2 separate regions of the Bactrocera dorsalis genome follow, and region 1 is linked to region 2. Evidence: chromatin contacts called from public Hi-C data. All regions are on one chromosome and are shown on one strand. Each heading gives the region's core, a stretch centred on a gene start, on an enhancer-like site or on the middle of the called end of the contact. The rest is flanking DNA. Distances are from core to core; before and after follow the strand shown. Region 1 holds the start of LOC105231012 (polyribonucleotide nucleotidyltransferase 1, mitochondrial). Region 2 overlaps LOC105231011 (G protein-coupled receptor kinase 2).

Region 1 (7,566 bases), core at 1,785-4,284, 48 kb before region 2:
TCGCTAAAGCATTTATTTAACACAATCTCTTCGTAGTCTCTTAAGTGTGTTTAGTCAATTTGCCAACAATGTATTTTTACAATCTTACCATCTATTTTATATTTTATTTAACTATTTTATGCTAATAATTTATGTTGTACATTTAATCCGCTCAGTTGTGTCATATACATTCATACATGTGTGTGTGGTCAGTGTTTGTAATAAAGTTTATAACTTGCATTTTTTTTAATATATGTACAAAAGCTGTTTGTTTTCTTCAAGTGGCAGTATTAAACTGCGAACAGTACCAAAACAAAATGATTCGGCGCCGTTCACTACGTCTCCTCCGTTGCCTTATTGTGACTGCGTGGTATGCTTGAGGCGGCGCCTTGCAGCACCTTGCGGGACAAACGCATGAAACCGGACACGGGATCGCGTCCGAAATACTTCACTTGTATTTCCTGGCCAACTTTCAGACCTAAGGCTGAGGGATGTGCAATCTGTAAGCAAAACCACGTTTACAAACACAAAGGCAGCTGTCAAGTAAACATTATAAGCACCTTTCTTTGGTCCAGCTGTGAGTTGTGCAGTAGCGCTGGCGGCATGCTGGGGTATAGTATCACCATGACGCCAGTGTCGCGTATTTCTGTGATTTTCGCCGCATAGACGCCGCCGAACTCCAAATCCGGTATGAGTTCCTTCACCAGCAGCGTATCAATATGCTCCTTTGCCTCGTCCATGGCCGCTTGTGAGGGCGCGAAAATGCTGTAGCTTGTCTCATCCTCTGCTGTGAGTGTTGCGCCCGTTTCGAGGTAGATGCGTTTGAGATTGATGCCACCGGGTCCAATCAGTTGACCGCGCTGGTGTGGTTCGATGGTTATGCGTTCAGTCACAGGCCAACACTCCTTTGGATACTTGCTGCAAAAGGGTAGAAATTTTAACTCAAAATATGCAGGAAAAGCAAAACGCGCATTTTACCGATGCTCCCTTATCACTTCGCCCATAATATCAAGTATACGCCCTTTGGCGTCAGTCGCTTTTTGTAATGCCTCCATTACAACTTTCAGCGGTATGCCGGGTATTTTCAAATCCGCCTGTATAGCGGTGAAGCCTTTGCGCGTGCCCGCCACCTTCATATCCATGTCGCCCATGTAGTCTTCAATGCCCAAAATGTCTGTTAAAATGCGATAATCCGACATGTGTTTAGTGTCGTTATTCTCGTATTTCGTTACCAAGCCAATGGCAACGCCGGCAGCTGGTGCGGTGACCGGCACGCCCGCGTCCATTAGTGCCATGGAACCGCCGCAAACCGATGCCATGGAACTGGAGCCGTTCGACTCCAACACTTCAGAGGTGAGACGTACGGTGAATGGATAATCGTGCGGCAATGTGGGTACAAGTCCGCGCTCCGCCAGTGAGCCATGACCGAGCTCACGACGTCCGATAGGACCGATGCGCCCAACTTCACCGGTAGCATAAGGCGGAAACTCGTAGTGCAACATGAAGTTTTTGGCCTTCAAGCCGCTAAAATTAGGAACAAATTAATATTGTGTTAAATTTATATTATAGTTTAATGGAAAACCTGTCCAAGGCTGCCGCAGCATCTAATTTCATGGCGCTTTCGTGCGAGTCTAAGGCAACAGTGCAAAAAACTTGTGTCTGTCCACGTTGGAACAGTGCCGAACCATGTAGCGGCTTGTAAAGATCCACCTGCAAAAGAGTGGAGGTGAGTTTGGCACAAGAGTTACTGGTGCATCTCTTTTACCTGGCAACTAATATTTCTCAGACTATCGTAGTCGCGTCCATCGCAGCGTTTGTTCTCCTCAAATATCAGATTTCGGAAAATGCTTTTACAGACTTTATTAAATTCTTCGCCAATTAGTGCTGGTTCGGTGTCTGGGTAAGAGGACCACACCTTGTCTATCACGTTTGTGCGCACTTCATTCACGGCATTATCACGAGATATTTTGTCGTGTGTTGCGTCCTGGAAGATCTCACGCAGTCGCATTTCACTCATGCTCTTCACAGCCTCAGATATTTCATTGTCTACTACAGGTGCTGCTTCAACGGCACGCTTTTTTCTACCATATGCTTTCTGCAAACGTTCAATATCGTTGATGATGAGTTGCGCCTCTCTGGTGCCTTGCTTTATGGCTTTGAGCAAATCTTGCATTAACACAATGTTGCCTTTGCCTTCAAGCATCACGACGAGATTTTGTTTCGTTGCGGACACCACCAAATCCAGTTGGGATGTTTGCAGTTCACGCCTTGTGGGATTGATTATAACTTCACCATCACAGAGTCCCACACTAATGAATAATTATTATATAAGTTCATAATTTTACTGCAATGCCCACAATTTACTTACCGTACTGCGCCGATTGGTCCATTCCAAGGTATGTCACTGAGACTTAAGGCAACTGAAGCGGAATTGATGGCTAGGACATCAGGTGAATATATCGCATCCATTGACAGCATATTGCATACAAGTTGCGTTTCAGTACGGAAATCTGCAGGGAAAAGTGGACGCAAGGAGCGATCTATGAGACGTGCGGAGAGTATCTCTTTCTCGGATGGACCCAATTCACGACGCATAAAATTCATGGGTATGCGTCCAGATGCAGCACTTTTCAACCGATAATCCACAACGAGCGGCATGAAACTTGCACCGGGCGCTTGTTTTGGTTTGGCTACCGCAGTTACCATAACGGCAGTATCGCCCATTTGACAAACAGCGGTACCATTGGCGAAACGCGCAAATTTGCCGGAACTTATAGTCATGTTACGCCTGTAAAAGGAATATTGTGCATATTACGTTAACTAAAACGTGTTTCAAATTTTGTCAGCTGCTTTTACCCATTTGAAAATTTTACTTCCACCGAAGGGCAGTCACTGGTTGCACTTTGTATGTAACGTACACCACTTGGAGTGCCATATCTCAGTTGTAGTTTTAGAAGTTTCAGACATCTTTGAGGAAATACCAGCATCCTTGCTAAAAAACCGCGGCAGTAAAAGAATCTGAGTGCACATATGTATGTATGTCACAGTGAAATCGAACAGCTGTTTTAGTTTTCAGTGGTAACTTGACTTAATTAAGGGAGGGGTCTCACGATTTTATAAGATATATATATGTACATATGCAAGAAATTTAAAGAAAAATGTGTATTTCGAATGCAATCGAACCACAAATTTTTCTTTCAATATGTAGAAGCATCAGGTAAAATGTGTTCTGTATTTAGATTTGAAGATAATTGGCGTTAACTTTTACTTTGCTTCCCTTCAAAACTTAGTTGGTCAATGTTTCCAGATGAGTTCAAAACTTTACCAACACTGCCAAAATAAAAAAGTTTTTTAGGGTTCGTGGATTTACTAAAACTGTTGCGGCCGCATATTGATAAAATAATAATTCAGTATAAAATATCTATACTCTTTCTGCTGCAAAACATATTCTAAGCTACGTTTGGTATAATATGAAATATTTGATTGCATTTTCAAATATTTTTCTTTCAACACCCACTTTTAGTACATACATCTCTGAACTATATCGATATTTAATCGGTAGAAGGTACGAACAGAGTCAAAAAGGCAAATGTAAACATTTTGACGTTTGACAGCTTTTCATTGACTGCCTTGCCTTTTCGGTTTCGCAGTTTTCAGTTTTTCGGTTATTCTGGTTATTCTTTAACGAGAAGCAGAAGTGATAGTGTCAATAGTGTCGTTTTCGGGTCTCGTGGAAATTCGTTGGGGAAAATTTGCTTAAAGAATATGTGGTGGTAATTGCACAAATAAATTTCGGTGTTATAATAAAAAGAAATCGCTTCTATATCACAACACTTTCGCAACTGGTGCAATAAATGTTGCGTAAAGTAAAATTGGAAATAAGTCTGTGTATGTGCGTGCGTACGTGTTTTGTATTGGCGGAATAAAAAACACATTAAAGGAAAGGCTAAAAAGTTAATGCAAACGCAAAGTGGTAGTGAAAAAGCCTAGTGCATAAAAAACGCCGACGTTGAAAACGAAGAAGAGTGGAAGAGAACAAGCAGAGAAAAGTTCAGTTTATTCTGTGTGTTGGCCAAAAGTAAAATTGCAACAGCAACAGCAACAGCAACGACGACGACGACGACGACGTTAGCATAAGCAGCAGCGACGGCGGCGACAAGCCCAAAAAGACAGTGTCAAAATTATGTGTGCGGCACAAATGATTTTTATTGAGGCCAACGCTATGAAATCGAAATGCTAAAATATCAATCAGTAGTTGTGAATTAAAAGCAAATAACAGATACGAGTACATATACTTGATGTGAATCATAAATGAAATTCTTTGATTAGAGTGATTTTTATGCGAAGTATTGTGTTTGAACGACCCATTTTGCTATAAGGCTTATCGCGTATGGAATTCAGCGCATATTTCACCGAGTTCTCGCAAAACCGCAATTTGAACAGTTTAACAAGCGTCAAGTGTTTGGTGCAGTCATTAAGATTGTTTGTATAAAATCGTGTCCGATTTTTGGCGACCGTATCTATTGCTAGATTTGTGGTAGTCATTCCTTGTATAATATACCACATAATTTGCAAAATCTGTTAGAAAATCAGAGCGCTAATGAGTGTGCAAAAAAATTAAACTCTCAACAATTATAAGCAGCGCTTTACACTTTTTGAATTATCGTAAGCCGCTAAAGTGCTAAACACAATAAAAAAGGTTTTAATGAAATAAATTATTTTTAAGCTTAAAAGTGTACATTCATATTGGCATATTTTATGTGAAAAGTAGTAAATTATCAAAATTATATTTCAGTGAAGTAATCAATTTACGACAGTTTGAACGTAAACTGCTTAATTACGAGTACCCTCATTAATATCAAGTGCATTTAATGAATTTATTAAAATATAATTAAAACTGTCAATTGGATTTCTTGCTTTTAGTGTTTTTAAAGAGCGGTAAATTTCAAAAAACTGAACATATTTCATAAAGGTGAGCCATAAAAATTTTACGATGTTTTTTATAGCTTCTTTGTTATTTACACTTTTTTCTTTTCGTTGACTTTACTCCTAGTCACATAGGAGGTCAGTACACCTGAGTTATACTTGATTTAATCTTAAAAATCTAATATTAGTGTTTATTTATATAAATTGCTGCTTGTGAACCACATATTATCACAGTTGCTGCATGGTTTTTCTGATAAGATCTTAACGAGGTAATGTCAAACTAGTTATCTGTGCATTGTACTCTTTCTTATTTTTTTTTTAATTGTGTGTTCGTTCACATCTGTGCTAACAGCGAGTTCATTATAAAAAGAAAACTATATTATCTTTTTACAACTAAACGTAATTTGTGATATTAGACGTAGCAAGGTAAAAACTGCTGGGAAATACAGAGTGAAATGAGTACAAAATTATTTTTTGTTTCTTGTAATTACTGTATAGTGGTTTCATTCACCAATAGAAAACTTTACATGACATTGTCAGTAGAAGTTATGAATATGAGCTTACCAATGTTCAAAAAGTTACTTTAAAGATTTTCGGTTTTAATTTAAAGCTGTTTTATACTTCTAAACTGCGATATCTCTCGCAATATATTTTTGAAAATACATATATTGTTAATCGACTACTGCTATAAAACTGTCGCAGCTGATAACTTTATTATAACCACATAAATGGCAAGTTGTAAAAACGCTCGTAACACGCCCACTGGCATTAAATTGTGTCGACATTTTCACATAATGCTGTCGTTATAAGATAGCAGTAGAACTTAGTTATTTCGGTAGGTTTGGAAAAGTAGTGCTCTCAATATAGAAAAAATGTCAGAGCTAAAATCGAAATTCTAAAAATAATAATAGTAGGCATATGATTATTAAAAGTGCATAATTTGTGTCCTAACCTACAAAGCAGGAATTGCAACCATTTTGTGTACGAAAATTTTATTAAGAAAGGAGACTACCATATATACTAAGGAACACATTCCTATTTTTGTTTTTAAACTCTACTTCATGTGTGCTATGTACATATGTATGTATATCAACCACACAAACGCCAACAACCACTTACCACTTTTGCTCCCTCATTATGGCGGCATTTTATTGTTGGTATATTTGTGACGTTGAAGTTATTATGTGCTGCTGTGTGTTGTGTTATTGTTGTTATTGTGTGTTATTACTTTTTATGGCTTTGTAGCCTCATTTGTGCTGTGTTTTGTTAGCAATCGCTCTCCTGCTATAAGTTTTGTTTTCATATAAACCAAGTGGGCTACGATGTTTTATCAATGGACAAACAGTTGTCAATAACCAGTGGTAATGCTAATTGGTGTGTGGAAATGTTCCTCCCTAAAAATACATGTATTCTTGTATGTGTATAATTGTATGTGCGAGTGTGCATATTTATTTACAACACCGTTTGCTTTGACGGTAAGTTGTCCACTTTAAATCCATCGGTCTAATTAAAGCGCTAACAGTGAGACATTCGCGTTAATATTTCGCCGCTTATCAGTTACTCCACAGTCGGATTAATTTGGAATTGGACGATAGTGCCGCACTCATATTGCATTTCGCTAATCTCAGACGTTTTTCCATTGTTACTTTGATAAGGGAACCTTTGTTAAAAAGTATTTTCCCAAAAATTAAGGAAACCCCAATCCTAACTTTTAATAAGGTGGGGAAACCAACAGTGGGCACTAATATGTAGTTGTTTTATATAAAAAGAAGTCATGAAATGAACTTAATATATTTCTTTTTATTTTGAGGAATGTTGCAGACGCTGACAGACCATGGACAGATAAAAATTTGCTCAACTGCTATGATGTAGAAATCGCCTGTAGTGAGAATTAATTTCTTAGATCTAATTTTTTAAATTAACTTGTTGTTATATTTTAAATTTTAATGTTTAAAAATTTCGTGAAGACATCTCGTCAAATATACAAGTTTTCCATACAAGGACTTGACTTTGATTGTGTTTGTACACCAGCTATATGCTTAGTATTCCGATTTCAACAATATATCAGGCTATTGTGGCTTTGACTTGGGTATTAATCCATACAAGATGGTCAGTTTAAATGACAACTATATCCTATAGTGGTACGATATCGCCAATTTCAACAAATTCTAAATTGAGAATAATTAAACAGGACATTCCGCAAGTTGATGTTCTCTCTCTGTTGGTGTTTAACTTCTACATCTCGAAATTCCCTCAACCACCAGAGGGAGTTTCTGTCACCTCGTACGCTGATGATTGCACGATAATGACGTCTAGGTAACCGTTACAACAACAACAAGATATGTCGAAAATCATGTCCACCTTTTTTATGTATCCAGGACTCCTAAAATCATCATCAATTCACTTTTTATACCAAGTACACCTCGATTATTCTCAAATTTATTCAGAGCATTTCTGTCAAACGCTGCTTAAATTCCTTAAAAACGCAACGCTCTCACATCCGCTTGCTTGGCAATGACAGCAACCTGGCACTCGGCAATCACTGTCGCAGCGCCTTTTATAAGCAGTCAAGATAAAAGAAAATCGCTATCGCAACGTCAAGTCCGCACGTTCGCTGCCAACATCGATTCTTGCTGATAAAGGAAAATCGAGTGACACTCG
Region 2 (7,367 bases), core at 3,285-5,784:
CAACCAACGTCAGTTTAAACAGTCGTATTAGTTTTGGAGGGATACCATACTCAGACATAGCGGCAAAAAGGCAGCTTCGTGCTGTCAAATGCAGCTTTGAAATCGACGAAGAGGTACCAGTTGTTGATTTTCCACGCCTAAAGCCACACTGTGGGCTTTAATCTTTCACACAATACGCTCGATAGATCTTTATATACGATGTTGAGGAGGCTTATCCCACGGTATTGCCGCAGATGGTGGGTTCTCCCGTTTTGTGGATTGACCAGAGCACACTTAGATGCCAATCCTCAGGCATGCTTTCGTCCGACCATATTCTATAAAGATGGTGACGCATGCACCTTATCAGTTCTTCGCCGTCGTATTTGAATAGCTCGGGCGGCAATCAATCGGCCACGTCGCTTTGTTGTTCTTCAGCCGGGCGATTGCTATTCGAACTTCTTCATGAACAGGCAATCACTGCCATTCAGCAGGTTGGAAAAGTTGCTGATGAATTGTCACAGAGAGCAGAAGCATTATGATGATAGCTTAATTGATGCTTGTAAAAGAAAAGGCGGTGGTGTAACTCCTAGGATAACCAGAAAATGCATGAATTAAAGAAATTTAAAGATATGCTTAACTGCTGATGTATCCGACTTTTGCTTCTAGGAGTTATTGGCGAAGTTACCAAGGAACTGTGTTTTTTTTAGAAATTAATAATTAAAAAATAATCAGCGGTTTAATATATGCTAGTATACCAAAAAACCGTTCAAAAACTTCCTGAATCATAAAAGCGCAGAGATGAGCCAGAAATAGCATATCCTATAAAAACCTGACTTACTTTCGAAGACAAAACCAAAGGAAAAATAATAAATAAACCAACAAACAAAGTAATTTATTATATTTGCGCTGACTTGTTTTGGACGCAACAAGACTCGCGCTTTGACGTAATGAAATTAATAAATTGACAAATAATTTCATGGAATTTATTGCATGTAGAACAAATAACGAAATTCTAAAAGTCATTTAGCATTGACCTTGTTTGGCATATCTCTTACTACAACAACGGCAAAACAAAAGTAAACCTGAACCCCGTTTCCCAGCCACTTCATGTATAAAGAGTCGATTATACGCCTGCGTCTGTGTGTGTGTGTACATATGTGTGCGTCCGAAATTTCATAATAAGCCATGCGATTGTGTGAAGAAGCATCGCGTCTAACAAGTTGTGCCATTGTTAATTTAATTCAATTAAAAATTCATAAAAATCCACTCAAATCAGCAGCGAAAGCAAGCAGCAGCGTACGAGTCTTGTGTTCTCGGCTACAAATCAGCACGAAAATTCCATAGCCAATAGTCATTGCATTGTCGTCGCCTCAGCTGAAGTGCCTTTGTATTGTTGTTGCGCTGATTTGTTAAAGAAATGCCGACAAAACGCGAATGCCATGACGACAATAAAGGTGAGCGTATAGCTCTTGAATGCACTTGGTGAAGAAAGTGAAGCGGGGCAGCTGAGAGAGTGGGAGACAGCGGCGGCTGCTGAGATTGAAGTGATATACTGAGTAGAAGCGCTGTGATTGCGGCGCCGACATTAGGGTGAGCAGTGGCGTCTGTGGCGTTAAGCAGTCTATGCAGCTGTAGGCGTTCACTGCTGGCTGCTGCGTTGCCAATAATCTTATATCTCCAAAAAAAAAATAAATAACAACAATAGAAAACGCCAATAAACTACTGAACATCACAACGCAGACAACCGAATGTTGAAAAGTTAAATAAAAAATCTCAATTAAAAAGAAGAATTTAATGAAAAGAATCAGTAAATGGAATAAAAGATAAGACGCAACAATAAAAAGCACCAAACGCTTAGGCGCAATAATTCAAAGGCAAAATAACTGCACGCGCTCGGCGTTGTTCATGACCTCTAACGTCCACCGCTCCGCCATTGGTGTCACACGTAATGCGCTTACGACATTTTATTGAATCTCTGCACGATAGCGTGTGGCAGCAACAAAGCGCCAAAGCTGCCGCAAAATATCACACTTGCGGCCACACCCCGCCGTTGCGCAACATCGCGGTGTCTTTATCGTCCTACGATTTTCATTAATCTCCGCTTTATTTCATTGAATTACAATATTAGTTAGCATTTGCATGAAGCTTTGCATTGGAGAACAGAAATCTTAAGGTGTAGGACTTGCGGTATGAAATTCTCTTTTATGTTTCTCAATCTGCCAGCTCGTTTTTATGACAAGCTCTGGAGATGTCTAAAGAAATGTAAGAATTTCATGTATTATGCTTGACAGAGTTACTATAGAGCGAAATGAAAGAATATGTTTTTCGAAAGATCTGGTTTGTGGAGAGTAATATCGAGGAATTAGAAGTAATTAACTGGAACAGTTCTTTATCCACCAGAAGATCATAAAAGAAATTAATTCTACTCGGTGTAGAAAAATTCAATGTACTCTGAGTTTTTGGTTGATAAGCCAGATCAGGTAGGTTGACTTTTATATTTCGAGATTTGAGAAGAAAAATAAATTGTAATAAGCGAAAATCGTTTCAGTGTTTCGCAAAATATTCTCCATTAAGATCTATACAATTTTGATGCGTTTGAACCATTCAAAACATGTCTTTTGAACGCATCAGTTGTCGAAAAACGTTGATCTCTTAATTTATTTTTTACGACCGGAAACAAAAAGAAGTCATTCAGTGCCAAGTCCAGACTATACGGAGGGTGACTTATCAAATCGATATTTTGAGTGTCCGCAATATAAAAGGTACACTATGTAAAGGGTTTCTAAGGCTTCGCAGTTTATTGTCTTATTCTATAACATCTCTGGAAAATTGTTCTAAATGCTTAAGTTGATCCGAGCAACAGTTTTGGAAATACAGTCTTGAAAAGTTGCGCGTTTAAGTTCAGCTATAAAGTTACTCGAAATTTTAAACGCGTTTTTCTCGAAACTGAGTTTTCAAAGTATGTTGTCAAGTCTTTTTGCCAACTACTTAACTGATCTTAATTGACTCCGGTCTTCGAGATATTTTTTGGAAGATCTTAAACGAAGAATATTATTACAAAAAATCGACAAATATTCACACAAATTTGCATTTGTCTTCTTTCAAAAAAATTGAAAAAAAATTTTCACCTTTTTTTTGTTTTTCCTTCGTTCAATACCTAGTTTGGAGTCTTACAAATCCGTATTTTTTCTTTTTACTTCGGTTGAGCCTGTAAGAAGCCCTGATGTCAACGTGGAGGTACATTTTTCCGAGGGACTGTCGAAATGAGGTCTCAATGATCGAATTTGGAAAAAGTTTTTTATTGGAAAAAAATATTATTGAAAATAAGTCGATGAAACCAATTAAATCCTCCAAGCTCTCAAAAAAAAAAACAAAATGGAAGTAACTGGTTGAAGTGAATCTCTATATTTATTTAGCTCAAATAAGACCGTGAAGAATCGATCCAGCGCCGTTTTCAGTAACTCGGACTGACGTATGGAACGACTTGGCACATTTTACGCCGAGATCTTAAATTGAAAGCGTAGAAGGTAAAGCTTGTGCAAGAACTGAAGTCGCTCGACCTCCCCAAGCGACGTCGCTTCGCTCTATGGGCGCTTGACAAGTTCCAAGAAGATCCGACATTTTCGAGCCAAATTTGCTCAGCTCAGATGAGGACCATTTCTATCTTCATAGGTATGTAGACTAGCAAAATGCCCGCATTTGGGGTAAAGAGCAACTTGAAGAGATTCAAGAGCTTCCATTTCATCCAGAGAAACGAACGATTGGGTGTGTTTTGTGGGCTGGTGAAATCATCGATCCATATTTCTTCAAAAATTATGCCGGTGATAATAAAGTCCAAATGGAGAAGCACCTGGCTTTGCTTGGAAGCTCCAATTGGCGCCACCTTGCGAAAAGAAAAATGACTGGCGTTGTTACTAACTCGACTATAAACACATAAACGTTGTCTACACCAGTAAAGAAAAAGAAGACTCTTGTTAAAAAAACGCTATAAGAGCTTAGGTTTTAAATCAGAATTTATCGCATGTTCAAGATGTTACAAAGTCTCGATCATTCAAATTTCCAAATAGTAATTCTGATCATTTATACATTTAGGGATGTCTATAAAACAAAAGTTAGTAGGTAAGAGAAAGTAGTAAGTAAGTAGGGGTTATTTTCTTTATTCGACTTCTGCAATCAAAGTGCGGTGAGGCCAGCACCTTAGAGTCACAAGGCGAAGTATATATCGTCTTTTGTCGCGAAAATTCGGCCTATCGCACAAAATAAAATATTATTGAATAGTCTTCCAATAAACAAGCAAATAATTCTCGTATTTTTCGTAATAATAATTATAATCACCAATATTTACATCTAGACAAGCATATTTTGTATGCACAAACAATTGCTCGTCTTGCCCAAGCACCAACAAGTACATAGTTAGATGGTAATAGTGATGACAATGCTGTCGTTGCCCAACCGAAGCAACGCGGCACTTCCATCGACTTCTCGAGGCATTGGCGTCACCGCAACACGCTTCACAGACCAACTGTTGTTGTTGTACACCGCTGTTTGTTTGCATATGTTTATTTGCATGGATGTGCAAGCGCTTCTATGGATGTATGTGTGTGTGTTTTGGGCTGTGCTGACGCGATAAGCGCGGGAATTGGCACGTCTGTTATTTTGTAGCTTGTTGTTTGCAAACAGTTATTGTTGTTGCTGCTGCTGTTACCTTAGCATGCTACCGTTTTTTTTCACTACTGCTGTTTCTTGTGTTTGTTGCTTTTGTTGCCTTAAGAAATTAGCATTCTCATACAGCTACACAATACATAGTTGCATTTGAGCGTTGTGTTCGCTCGCTGCCCAGCACGCTCCCAACTTTTTGCAATGTTTGCGCCTCTCATTGGGTAACAGTATCTAGCGAATAACATATAATTGCATATTCAAATACTCACAGTAATAATAAAAGCAAAGGCGCATAATTCGATGTCGGCGATTTGGTGATTGAAATTCGTGAATATGACCACTGAAGGGACAGCGCGCACATAAGGCGACACCACGGTGTTTTGCAAAATATTGATTTATTTCGATATTTGTTATCAAATTTGCTTAGTCATTATCTCATGTGATTAGTTGATTGATTTGTGAATGGTTGCTTAGTCACGGTAAAATATTCGTTATCAATTTCGAGCCCACTTCACTCTACTTGAGTTTCGGTTGTGAATCGCACCTTTCGAATGTGAAAGAGTTTATTATAAGTACATCGATCATTGTAATAGAAAATTCCATTTTGTGGTCCTCCTTCTCCCCTAGCACTTTTTCTCCTCTTCACTCTCTCTCGTCCTCCCTCACTTTCGTTCTACCTTTCTCTATCTCTATCTCTATCTCTCTCCCTCTCTCTATCTCTATCTTTCTCTCCATCTCTCTCCTGCTATCTCTACATCTTTTATTTCTCCCTCTATCTCTATCTATATCACTCTCCCTCTCTTTATCTCTCTCCCCCTCTCTTTCTTTCTCTCTGCTGCTATCTCTACACCTTTCGTTTTTTCTTTTTGTCTTTTTTATCTTAGTGTCTACTTATCATTATCTATCTATGCCCTACTCTACTTTTATCTTGCTATCTATTTTTTTGTCTCTGCGCCTCTCTCTCTATTTTTCTCTATCTTTATCTTTCTTTACCTTTCTGTGCCTTTCCTTATCTGTTCTTTCGTCCTTTCAAGAGCAAATCATCATGATAAAAATAAATCCATTATTTATGCATTAAGTTAAATTTATTTAGTGAGAATTATCAGATTTAAATGAAATGTGCACAATTATGACATATAACTTGATGGCATACAGTTTAATGCCATTCTCATAGAAGCATTCGTCCCTATTGACAAAAAACATATACGATTTTTTCACCACCAAAATCTTGCGCCTTAGCAAAATCACTTTATGCCAGGTCTAAATTCTATATGGATGCTTAAGAATCTCCTCGCCAAGCTCCCGGAGCTTCTGGTTAATCACTATCGACCTGTATTGCCTGTCATCTTGTAGATAAAACATAATTCCTCTTTCAGTAACCAAAACTGAGCACTTCTAGAAAATTTCTTCCTTCAGACGGTCCAATTATTGGCAGTACAGACTATTAGTTGGGCCGTAAAGGAGCTACTCATAGTAGATGGTTCTCTGTGAACCCCATCAAACATATAGTAAACCCTTCCATTTCCATTCTCCATTCTCACTTGCGCTTCGATCACGATCGTTTTAGCTTGACGTTGTCGTAAGTGATCCACTTCTCATCACCTGTAACCAACTTCTTCAGAAATCTATAAATTTTATTACGGATCATTTGCGAATCGCAACTGACAATTCAGGCTATGAGGGTTTTGCTTTAACTCGTTTGAAAACCATACGTCAAACTTCCTTTAATATCAAGGTTTATTGGTATGGTACAAAACGAACTTTTTTACTTTCGGCTAATTAACTGGGACTCAACGATTTCTATTATTGTATCAAGATTTTTGAAATCTGGTCTTCCAGAACGTCAAATGTATCGGATTCCTTCTGGATTCTTTCGGCGGGTTTTGTTTGATTCGATTCTAGGTGGCATTCTATATCACGAGAAAAAATATGTTTTTATTGTTCTCTACGTTTTCGAATATATTCCTCAAAAGAGATTTCTCTAGTGTAATGATGGAACATCTACCATTAAATGTATCACTCTATTTTCATTAATATGCCGACTTTCTGCAATTAAACTGCATTAACCGTTCGTAAGTGGTCTAGAATTTCTAAAATCCTCTATATTACCAGAAGATTTCCTTAATAGAACCAGTTTTTCGTATTTTATCCGTAAATTTTGGGAAAGTGACTTGGCCAAACAGCGCCTAATTGTAGGCAAGCTTTTAAAATCGCTATGCATATATGATTCGAAAGAAAAAATTATTGGCTACATTTAGGATGATATACTGTCTTAAAAAGGGTTTATTAGGAAATATCAAGGCCTGAAGTAGAGAGATGAACGCCCAAGAAAATACATTTTAGAACAAAAGCTCATTTTTAAACGCATCCAACGTTTTCATTTCAATTTTAATTAAATTTCTTTGTATGAAATTGCAGAAAATATTTACATTTGTGAAAGGAGTACCCACCATAAATCCCATAAATGCTCATAGACTCTGTCCAGCTACTCCATTTACCACACTTGAGGATGTCTTTTGTTGTGCACTCCAGCACTCGCCCAATCAAAGCTAACAAGTTCCGACCACTCCACAGCTATATGTCGAATAGGCACTACAACAACAAAGCACGAAAAAATTTCACTTCAAAATGTAAATTGCTTTTTTGCACACTCTTCAAACATTTCGTGTTTCTCACTTGAACATTTTGGTGCATTTTCGACCACTCACTCTCTCTCACCCTCGCTACCG

What was found. Hi-C and Micro-C count contacts between places; a contact is called where the count stands out from the background.
Region 1: a contact with region 2 is called in a Hi-C map of whole body, with 3 times the contacts expected there. The contact joins the promoter of LOC105231012 here to the enhancer-like site in region 2. A contact is called at or near these places in 2 of 2 Hi-C or Micro-C datasets (both in whole body).

The regions. Positions count from the first base shown.
Region 1 is chr2:23,515,014-23,522,579 of ASM2337382v1, reverse strand. It overlaps LOC105231012 (polyribonucleotide nucleotidyltransferase 1, mitochondrial), which reads right to left and starts at 3,034. Exons shown (of 7, transcript XM_011212085.4): 1 at 2,836-3,034; 2 at 2,348-2,767; 3 at 1,745-2,288; 4 at 1,562-1,689; 5 at 958-1,503; 6 at 540-897; 7 at 46-479. The coding sequence starts at 2,966. The coding sequence ends at 315. LOC105231011 (G protein-coupled receptor kinase 2) reads left to right here and starts at 3,645. Exons shown (of 13, transcript XR_007421778.1): 1 at 3,645-4,951. LOC105231013 (eIF-2-alpha kinase GCN2) reads left to right here. Exons shown (of 14, transcript XM_011212086.4): 14 at 1-257.
Region 2 is chr2:23,468,573-23,475,939 of ASM2337382v1, reverse strand. All of the region lies in intron 2 of LOC105231011 (G protein-coupled receptor kinase 2), which reads left to right. Among protein-coding and RNA genes, the nearest start is that of LOC105231011, 47 kb to the left of the region's middle. Within about 2 kb of position 4,534, the one cell type or tissue checked has open chromatin away from gene starts, as enhancers often do.